2 separate regions of the Gossypium arboreum genome follow, and region 1 is linked to region 2. A link is a contact called in public Hi-C data. All regions are on one chromosome and are shown on one strand. Each heading gives the region's core, a stretch centred on a gene start, on an enhancer-like site or on the middle of the called end of the contact. The rest is flanking DNA. Distances are from core to core; before and after follow the strand shown.

Region 1 (5,462 bases), core at 2,490-4,989, 45 kb after region 2:
GGCATTTTTGTATTTTCTTCATTATATTATTTTTGCCTTATAAATAAACATTATTAGGTTAAGATTAGGGCTTGCCATTTTTAATTTTATTTTTTTTCTTTATCAAAGGGTTTCTAAATCATCTTTTCTAGTTGAAGGTTAATCAAAGTTCGATTAATAAATTTGTGAGACTTATTTGCACTTTAATTCTTCTTTGTTCTTTGGTATTCATGCATCTTCTACTTTAATTACAAATATTCAAGTTTATTGAATATATGACCAATATTTGATAGCTTAGAAAGATTGCCTTTTCAATTAGAATAACTAAATCCGTAATTATTTAATTAATTCTAAACTAGTGACGAACCGCATAACTCATTTGTGTCATAATTTACATTTATGTGGTGCAGATGTGTTATCTAGCTTAAATGAACCATGTGAGGTAAGTTTATTGGTTAGAACTAGATCTCTCTTGTTATTAATGTCACACCACGTAATGTCAAGTTTATGTTGGAATCGTGATTTGGGATATTAATTTGAAATGTTTATGAATTGAGCGGGCTCTAGTGGAAAAAAAAGGAAATTGGCGAGTCGATTATGGAAAGGTTGGATTTCAACCTCAGTTCCGTCAAGTTTGAACTAGGAATTTGTCTTAGTGGGAGACACGATGATGAGAGATTTCTCCAAGTGGTTGTTGAATTGGTTTTGGTGAAGGAAGTATCAGGGGAGGCGTTACTCTCCAATATTACTTTTTCATTTTCTGTTCTTCCTTCATTTTCTTCTATTGTCTATTCTCGAAGAGAGAAGGATTAAGGAGTCTCATGCACGGACGGTGGAGACTGAAATTTGAGCGTAAGGAAGTGGAAATTTTGTAAGCTGGTAAGCTTTCTAATTTCTCTATATTAATGGATTTAAGAAAAGAGAATAAAGTTAAGGTTTTCTATTATCCATTGATTCTGTTCAGTTATGGGTAAGGTTGTTGATAATTGCTTAAATGGCCTCTGCATGCAAAAGAATTATGATTCTTAAGATGATGAATTGTCTCTTTTGGAATTCTGATTTAGTTTATATGTTTTGTTTGATAAAGAGGCTTAAGTAGTGAGTTCCAGAACTCAAGCCTTAAATAGATGTTTGTATGAATTATTTCAGAAAATTTCTAGAGATATTTTTCTTATTTACAACATGACCCAAAAGTTTAAAGAAATTATGAAATTACCTCAATAATAACTTTTTGTGAATTTTTTTTATTCGAAGTGAGCCTACACTTGGCAGACGTGAGCTTGAGGATAGTGGAGAAGACTACTTAGTCAAAGCGTTCATCCTGAACGAATCGAAAAGGTACAATTTTGATTAAGTGTTTATCACTTTAGGTATCACAACCAAGTTATTATTTTGGAATTTTTTTTTAAAACTTTGGTTTTTCCCTAAATTTATTTTTCCCCATGTTTTCTAAACCCGATTTTCCAACACATGTATACAAGGATAACTTGGTATGCATAAGGTCGTTTTGGGATGAGAGTTAAATGATAAACATAGCGATGGTTGAGTTTGAAAGTTTAGCATGGCCTATAATCCAATTGATGCATGATTTGGTCAAATTTGTATGGTTTGGCATGTTAAAGTTTGCAAATGAACTATTTGGAGTAGCTATGTTGATAAATGGCTTGTGAAATGGTGTAATTGAATGTTAAAGTTTGGCATGTTACGTGCTTGGTCCCTAAATGGTATAAGCATGGTATGTTTAAGAGGGAAAAATGTAACAAGTTGGCATATTACTAGCAAAATGAATGAATTTGCTTAAATGAAAAAAGTTTGTTTGGTGCTAACTTGAATGTTCTATTCATATGTTCATAAACCTGAATTAGCATGAATTGATATGAATTGTGGAAAGTTGTATGAATGGTTGTAGATGTTGGATTGAAAGCATGAAACTTGTATCAAATGGGATTTTTGCCAAAATAGGGGAAACGTCGTGACTTCGAGTCCCTGACGTCATGAAATGGGTCAATAATGAGTGACTTCACGATGGCAAGATGCTTGAAGTCGCGACGTAACTTATTGAGTTAATGATGCCACGACAGGGAAATCGTGATGTCACAATGTCAGTCTGAGATTTTGAGAACTTCACAATTTGATTCTAATTCAACCTCGGGTTAGCAAAAGAGCTTTTGTAAGCTCGAGTGGGACTCGAAATGAATATGTAGCATAGTATGAACATGAAATTCACTTAATTGAATGTGTAAATAATTGTATGGTACATAATTGTCTGAAGTTACTTCTACAAAAAATGTAACATCCTGTAGCTCGAACCCGACGGTCGAGTTAAATAAGAGGTGTTACAAGTCTCGCCTCACTTACGCCCCTAAAAACCAAGGTGATAGGTCTCATCTCCTAGGTAGAACCAATTGAATACCAAAGGAAGAGGCTTCAACCCCATGATGACAATAGCCACAACAAAAGACCTAGGCAAAAGGGTTGATCGTCCTCTACATAATGAAATTGCCTCTTTAGGCCTAAACAAATTATGCATACATTATTTCCTTTTTAGGCTACAAATGCATGTTCAGGCATAAGTATTTCAGTGTTTCAAGTTCAATACATTGTAGAAATTCAACGAATACCAAAATGTTAACACACACACAAAAGTAAAAGGCATAACAGAGTTCCAAACCAACTTCATTATGCGTAAAAACAAAAGCAATAACATAACAAAGTTTAAAACCAATTTCATAAAAGTTAACAAGGCAATTTTATTAATGACTACTAATGAAGCAACTCTATAGCAATAGCCATAATGTTGTTTCCAAGGAAACCTTTTAAAGCTCTAATGCCACATTAGGTGAGGCCTCTTAATACCCTAACTCGCTAAAAACAATTGTCAGTAAAACAACTCTATAACAATAATGGCTTTCCGAAGGCCTCAATGTTATTTTTGGCGAAGCTTTTTAAGGTTCCAATACCCTTATCAAGTGAGGCCTTTTAAGGCCTCAAATTGTAAAAAACGTTTATTAGTGAAGTTGAGCGTAGCTTACTAAAGCTTTAACAAACAATACTACAACAAGCAAAGTGTTCAAGTATGCTTCACCAAACTTGCTTTAAAGTTTGTGCTTTCAGGATCATTACACCAAATTCGCCTCCTAGGCGTCTTATTTTTCCTTTTTAGGACGGCTTCGCCTAGTTGCTTCCTAAGCTTGTGAAGACCATCCACAAGCCTCGCCAACAAATTGACTTAAAACTATCTATTCTTACAAATTACCATCAAGTTACCTTATCACATTCTATTGAAGTACGCATGTCTCTACAACCACACAAGGCGTCATTCTAGTAGGAAACATACCAAAACTCCCCCTCCTCTATAAAAGCTATCTCCACCACAAGAAGAGGAGGAGGCTCCACACATGTCAAAGCTCTACAAAATATTTCCCAAAAAGCTTTTAAGTTCATAAGATCTTTGTAAACCATCATTTCTAGTGGTTTTTTGCACTACTTACTATGTGAGCTTCTTATTCTAATGATTTTCTAAAACTCCTTATAATGTGAACCACCTTATTTTAGCAACTTTCCACACTGTGAACCATTCTAACAAGCTACCCCACTTTTATGTTGTAACACATTATAGAGAGATATTAAATTAAATAAAAACCATGTATAATTTTAAAATTTATTAATAATTTTCTTAACTTTGTTCCATATATTCTTTTGGAAAAAGAAAACAACCAAGTTGTGATCTAGCTTGTATTAAAGTTGCAAAAGTTGGGAATCTTTTACTATTAATTGAAAGTGTAAAAAAGTTATTTAAGCAAATATACGGAGGACCGGAGCAATTAAGGGGTTAGATAAAGACACCAAAAACCTCACGCCTAGCCTCCTTGTTTTTCCCTTCACTGCTAAAACCCCTCTTAAGCTCTCTCTCTCTCTCTCTCTCTCTCTTGAACTTTTCAATACAAAGAATCAAATTTATTTCTTTTCGCTTTTACCCACTCACCCCATCTCTGCAATCTGCGTTTTTTTCAAGTGTTGTAAAATCAATCTATTTTGATTTCATGGCAATAAGGACAGCTGGGAAATTGTTTAAAGATCTCGTGCGCCAAAGGGTTATTTCCACTTCCATAGGACCCTCTAGACATTGCTCTTCCGCTGCTGCTTCTGCCCCTAAAATCCCTCATTCTTCAAAAAAAGTAAGGTTTTTTAGTGGCGATTTTTGCTGTGTTTATGGGACTTTTGTTTTAGTTTTCATTAAAAATCTAAGTAATGAAAGTTGGGGTAAGCTTAGTTAAGGATATGGGTATTTTGGGAAGTTGCAATTAGGAGGATCAAAATGGGTTCTTTTGCTTGACCAACTTAAGGGAAGCACGTTTGATAGCATTGACTTCTTACTAATTAACTGGATTTTCTATTTCATGTGATAGTTTAAAACATTGAATTGAGTTTATTTGGTTGTATGCATGAATTTTATGTTGTAATATATGATATTTTTTGATTTCATGGTTGTAGGGAAGAAGGTTATTGACTGGAGCTACCATAGGCTTAATTATAGCAGGTGGAGCTTATGTTAGTACTGTTGATGAAGCAACTTTCTGGTACTTATTTTGGACATCCCAGTGAAATCTCTTCTTTGAAACTTTTAAACGTTTTCCATATTTTGTCTCATTTTGCAAATGAGGAGGAGTTTCCCCTTTTTGGTCTTTATTTTGTTGGATTTTGAAAAATGCTCCACTTGTTCCCCAAACTTTGATATGAAAAATACATTGGAAAATGAATGAGCCTCTTCAATGGACACATGCCTTTGCAAGTTATATGTCTAAAATGGCTGTTAAAAGTAGCAGTGGTTTTCGTCTTTTGTATCACAGTAACCTGTCAGATGGAGATTTTGTTAGTTTTCTTTATTTTCATCTCTATTTTTTCATTTGTCATTTTTAGTCTGAATTGATAACTATTGTGGAAGAACTCAAACTAAAACAATGTGAGATAAAAAATCGTTATGGCCAATAGCCTTTATCTATCCTTTGTTTTTAAAATTTTAATTAAAAGTTTTGTGGATCCATTGATAGAGATACCTGATTTTGAAATGAATCCTCATCTTATATCTCTATTTGAGACCAACTTACACCATATTTGAATTTTGGCAGTGGTTGGCTGTTCTCAGCGACTAAACTTGTAAACCCATTCTTTGCACTTTTGGATGCTGAGAAAGCTCATACACTAGCTGTTGCAGCTGCTTCTCGTGGTTGGGTTCCCAGGGAGAAGAGACCTGATCCAGCGATTCTGGGATTAGAAGTTTGGGGAAGGAAGTTTTCAAACCCTGTTGGTCTCTCTGCTGGCTTTGACAAAAATGCAGAAGCTGTTGAAGGTTTACTTGGTATGGGTTTTGGCTTTGTGGAAGTTGGATCAGTAACCCCTGTTCCACAAGAGGGTAATATCAAGCCACGCATCTTTAGACTGCGGCAAGAAGGGTGACACCAAGTTCTCTTTTTGTACTGTTT
Region 2 (6,032 bases), core at 3,452-5,951:
GACAAAATTTTAGGCCTATTTTTCGGGCTGGGCCAGGCTCGAGCCTAGCAAACTGGTCTAAATTTTTAGTTGAGCCCGGCCTGGCCCATGACACCTCTAGTCACAAGATTCAAAAAATCCTGTAAGTATAAGGCTGCGATATTAAATTAGCGAGTCGCAAGATTTGGAAAATCTTGTAAGTATAAGGTTGCGATTTTAAATCGACCAACTACAAGATTAAATTTTTTAAATCGGCAAACCACAAGATTCGAAAAATCCTATAAGTAGTAAATTGATGGCAGGAGAAAATCATGCCAATTTCATTCTTAAATGTTCTACTAACAATCTGCCAAAATAAATGAGAGAGAAACCCCAAAACGGTTTCACTAACTCTCCTCATTACTTACTAACACTCCTCGCTAACTCATCATTTCATAATTCACCATTTTGCATTTTAGCCCATAACATACGAGGCTATTATCTACTAAAAACGTGGAATCATAATAATAAACAGAAACAAGCCTAATATATTAAATCAAGTTACAGAGACATACCTTGTTATAGACTTGTGCTGGGGTCTTTGAAAGCTTAGTGGAGAACCACTCTGCGAATAGTTCTTGTATTGTCCCTCACTTTGTATCCGCAAACTCTACGGGATATACCTTGGTTGCCCGCGAGTATTCTACCGCTCTTTAGCTTGCCTATCTTTCCGATGAAAAGAATGAGTTGACCTTTTGATTTCCTCCGCTTCAGCGAACCTGTGAGCTCTTTCATAAAGGTCTGCTAGGTTTTGCAGTCTGTTACCTGTGAACAAATATCGAACATGCTCACTCAACATCCCAATGATGAAAACATCAATAACCCATTGATCTTTTAAGTTTTATGTATCTAAGGTTGCCACATGAAAACACTTTATATACTTCTACAAAGACTCTCATTCCTTCTACTTGACCAACATTAAGCCTATTGGAGTACTCATGATTGTTCTGTGGGCACGAAATCTCCCAGAAACAATTCGTAGTTGCGTGAAGCTCCTAATAGAGCCCTGTGGCAAAGACAAGTACCAATCATTAGCGCTTCCCTTCAAAGTTGTAGAGAAAGCCTTGCACTTTGCAGCATGCGAAGCTCCTAAAACATTTATGTAGTTGTTATACTGCATCAAATGTGGCTGTAGGTCCTTTCTTCCCTCGAAGACTTCTTGTGGCACTTTAAACTTCGAAGGTAAGCCCATCGTGCAATTTCTGGGGCTAAAGGATTATTGAACAAAAGGCCCAATCCATGTCCTCAACGTCAGGATGTAGCGCTTGGATGTCTCGGCGTAAGGTATCCATTTCCTATTGCCATAGCCTTGCATGTACTCCATAGCTCTTTTCCTGCAAGGGCATGTTGTTATCATGGTTACCAAAATGGTCTGAATGTATCTTTCGCATCATCTCCTCATTCCGTCAGAGTTACTCTTGATGAAAAAGTTGTTACTGTTTGTATTTGACATTCTACTGTACCATCTGCTTATTTAAAAAGTGCACATGCACTTGTAGGCTTACCACACTGTGAGTCATATTGATCTGTGTTCAATTTGAAATCTAGAAGTGTTTCCATACTCACCGCACCAATTGTTGAGGGCTTTTTTCCTATGGTTCCCTTCTCAGGGAAGCTATATTCATATTTATAAGGTACGATTCCCTGATGGGACATAGTAGGAGATAACTAGGTAACATGCACAACGACACGTTACCCCTCTAGTTTTGACACATAACCTTAGAGGTATCTTTGAAGGGGCCTCCTCACGAGTAGGCGAGCTGGGGTAATAAGCTGGGAGGTGGAGCTAGAGAGTGGCGAATAGACTAGTTGAAGAACGGGGAGGTGGCGAACTACGAATTAGCTAGCTAGAGAACAGATGAGTTAGGGAAGGTGGCGAGCAAGCGGGGTGGCGAGCAAGCGGAGTGGCGAGCTAGATGACATCCCTTCCTCAATTGGGTCGAGATTCAAATCACCCGGGTGGACCGAATTTTAGGTTTGTGAAGTATTATATAACAGCAATATAGTAAGTGACCGACCAATGGGGTCCCAACTTAGTTGTAAAATTACCATAAACATATTATTTTTACAAAGCATCAAATATTATTTTAAAGGTATTTTTGTTTTTTGTTTCTACTTTTATATAAAATCTAAAAAAAAAATACATACATATGATGATATTTGAACCCAAAGCACAATGACATTCACTCCCTCAACTTTACTATTTTAACTAAAGTCATGTTTAATTCTCATGTCAATTTTTATAAATTTATTACATAATTTTTCACCCACATCGTGGGTGTGTCATAATCTAGTATGATTATATTAGAATAAAATGTAATTTATAATAATTAAAATATTTTATAACTAATTAGAGTTTTATTAATTTTAATTAAAAATATTGAATATAAAGATCGATGATAACAAAAATAAATAAAATAATAAGTAATTAATAAATGGTAAAGTTTTCATTTTATTTAATATTGATTTAGGTAGTGTTTAGAAAGTATCCCAATAATTAAATTTGGATGTAATTATTTGTAATTTATAAGGTGTAACATGTTCGAATAGCCATTGTAATTGATGGGTCCTCCCTTGAATTGAATGTAATTGGAGCACCCAAATTTACTTTCCAATTCTTAGGGAAGAGGTTGAAAATTGAGGTAATTAGACGGGTAATTACAAGCAATTACCAATTGTCCTATGACTTTTCAAACATATATAAATGATTTAAGTTTAATAAATTATTTTTATTCAAGTTTATAAAAGTTATTTTTATACAAAAATAATAAAATATTTTAATTCTAGGATATATAAATTATTTATTTAAAATATAATTATATATTTATTATTAGATAAAAATGCTTTGTTATTGGACATATCAAGTCCAAGCATTCCAAGCAATTTTTGACTTAATAACAAATTAGGTTTATAAAAATCATATTATAAATTCTATATTATTGTTTGACATGTATTTCAACATCTTAAAATAAGTGTTATAAAAACTATCTAGCACTTTATAAACCAATATTTATAAAATTTATATTAATTGTGATTTAATTTGTGTGGAATAATAGTAATCAAAATATTATCAAAATAGTTATAAAATTGAGTTGCTGTTGGACCCTAAAATAAGTTAATTTCAAATTAGTTGGTTTGCATCTCAATTTCTAGAGTGCTATAAAAAATATGGTTTGGGAGAGATCTCGAAATAGATTAAAATTGGATCTAGTAATCCATTAATATTATCATCATCACCTTCTTGTTATTTAATTTTATTTTTCTTGTAAATTATTCAAATTGTTACATACTATTTTTGTATGAAAATATTATGTAGTGATGTTAATTATGTAATTTAAAAATTTTCTTGTACCACATCGTGGGATACAATATCATTTGAGAGAATGTAGCCAAATACAAAAATTAAAGGCAAATTGCGAACTCTTTAAATTATGGTATTCAAAGTTACGAAATATGGTTGATAAGATATTTTTATTCAAAAAAAGTTCCCATATTAACATTACACCTCAATATAATCTAAAAACCAACGTTAAATGATGCTAGTATGTTGCTTACTTTGTAACTTTATTCGTAGGTGGAATTGGAATGATCAATATTTTAAAGAGTAAATTGAAGAAGAAGATCCTAATAATTTGAATGATATATATTCATATTATGATTCATAGGATGAACAAATTGGTCAAGAACTAAAATATGATGATAATGGCTATATGTTAAATGTTATGGAGGAGAGCAATTAAATAAAATTAGATATGATGTTTATTTTTCTTATTATTTTTATTAGTAATCATCTAAATTGACATTTTATATATACTGATTTGTTTTTTGTTACTTGTTTAGAATTTTTTTCTAAAGTATTATTGATAATTTCTATAATAGTTAATATTTTAAAAAATGTTAAATTATGCAACTAAAGAATTATAATTTGTATCACCAAATATGACACAGAGAATTATTATGTAATTACAATTTTTCAACTAAATGCTTTTCTCGAATTACTCTTTAGTATCCAAACACAACCTTAATAAATAAATCTTAGAAGTTTGTTGATTTTTCATAGAAGAATAAGTGAGTAATTTTCAAATAATAAAATAGATTTGAATGCTTTTCCTTTTGTATTTGTGGTATTTTTTCTATGTCCTCTAGAAAAAAAAAATCCAATTGTTGATGATGACAACTAGGCATTAGGTGCAAGGTTTAAGTAGTGATTGGATTAAGGCAACAAATTATTGCAATTGAAGCAAGCTCATACATGTATATATTCTCAAGCTTTTTTTGGGAGGAGTCGGGGAAAAATCTAAGGAAGGAAATGCCTATCATGCATTGTCCCATGTGTTTCCAACTTCCAATTACAGAATAATAATAATAAAAAAGAAAGTAGGTTTTGTAGACAAAGTAGCTCAATTATTAAAGGGGTTTTTGTCGTTTTTGACTTGACAAAAACCCAAAGAGCCAGCCCATTTGGTATATCAGAAAATGACTGCCCAAAATTGCCTTCCATTTGAGCAATTTTTTGCTTTTGTGATGCTTGCTTGCTTGATGGTCAGTGGTCAGTCACCTAGTATCCTTTTTAAAACATGGCACCTAATCTATAAGGAATTAAGAATAAGAAACTATATTATATAGATATGGGGACCTAATTCATGCATGTATACATATGAGAAGATGGCAGAAAGTTGAGTGAAGGGTCCCCACTGGGTTAGATTAAAGGTTATGGGTCAGGCCTATTTGTCATGGTCCTTTTTATTGCCTTGGGTTCAATTTGGTAATAATTTCTAGTTTCCGATATTTTTTTTGGGTGTTTTTATTTTAATCATTCAAATAAAATAAATTTATAATTTGATCATTGTCATTATAATAATTTATTGTTTTCATCATCCAATGTTAAAGAATGATTGTGCGCATGACATGTCATTAATTTTGACCTTTTTGACTCCCTGTTAGTGTTCATCATCTTCTTCATCAACCCATACTCATAATTCCTTTCCAACTCTTAAATAAGAGGAAAAACGTGTTTGAGTGTGTTCGACCTCATGTCCTTCCAGTTCTGCAGTAGCAATAACACCAACTGAGCTAAGGCTCAATCAACAAATATGATATATCTATACTAATTAAAAAAATCCTTGATTGAGTTGGTATTACGAGACAACCAAGCACCAACTTGGTTAAGAAAATTACAAAAAATGTCTTTTTGTATTTAAAATAAGTTATATTATTTAAGGGTATTTTAGTCTTTTTAATTTAAAAATAATAAAAAAATTCATATGGTTGGATTTGAGCTCACACCAATTACATTGGTAAAACTTTAAATTTACCACCTAACTAAGACTTAATTTTATTATGCACACTTTATTATCTTTCACCAATTGTACATTTGTAATTACTTACTATTAATAAAATCCCTAATTGAGTTAGTGTCATGAGTCAATTGGACACCAACTAGATTATAAAAATTATTAAAATATCACTCCATATTTAAAATAAGTTATATTATTCAAGGGTATTTTAATATTTTAATTTTAAAAATAAAAATATACATATAGTGAGACTTAAACTCATAGTAATTACATTAGGAAAACCCTAAATTTACCACTCAACCAAGGCTTTATTTTGATTTATTTATACAGTTAATTTTATTATGCACACTTTATTAGTTTCAACTATACATTTCATTATTTATTATATGTTATTTTAAACACAAATCTTTTTAAATATGTAATTTCCACAGCATACACATGTGATAAAACTTCTAGCATGTATGTATTGTACAAATTTCTATTAGGAAAATTATTTAGTACACTAATGGTGGTGTACTTTTTAAACTCCATAAATAAAATTAAGGGTTGATAAGTATTTTATATAAAAAATATTTAAAAAATATAAAATTTTAAAACTATTTTTGGAATAAAATAAATACCAAATATTCACTTTCTTTTTAGTATATATTAAACGTGTAATATTTCGTTTTATAAATCAAACCAATTCAGTTTTTCATATGTGAATAAAATGAAGTG

Evidence for each region. Hi-C and Micro-C count contacts between places; a contact is called where the count stands out from the background.
Region 1: a contact with region 2 is called in a Hi-C map of leaf, with 1.7 times the contacts expected there. The contact joins the promoter of LOC108474506 here to the enhancer-like site in region 2. A contact is called at or near these places in 2 of 5 Hi-C or Micro-C datasets (both in leaf).

What each region holds. Positions count from the first base shown.
Region 1 is chr3:5,747,277-5,752,738 of ASM2569848v2, forward strand. LOC108474506 (dihydroorotate dehydrogenase (quinone), mitochondrial) reads left to right here and starts at 3,740. Exons shown (of 11, transcript XM_017776457.2): 1 at 3,740-4,157; 2 at 4,474-4,559; 3 at 5,109-5,432. The coding sequence starts at 4,023.
Region 2 is chr3:5,701,545-5,707,576 of ASM2569848v2, forward strand. No RefSeq gene overlaps it. Among protein-coding and RNA genes, the nearest start is that of LOC128290522, 5.0 kb to the right of the region's middle. Within about 2 kb of position 4,702, at least 2 of the 2 cell types and tissues checked have an H3K27ac peak or open chromatin away from gene starts, as enhancers often do. A contact at or near this core is called in leaf, where this site is marked.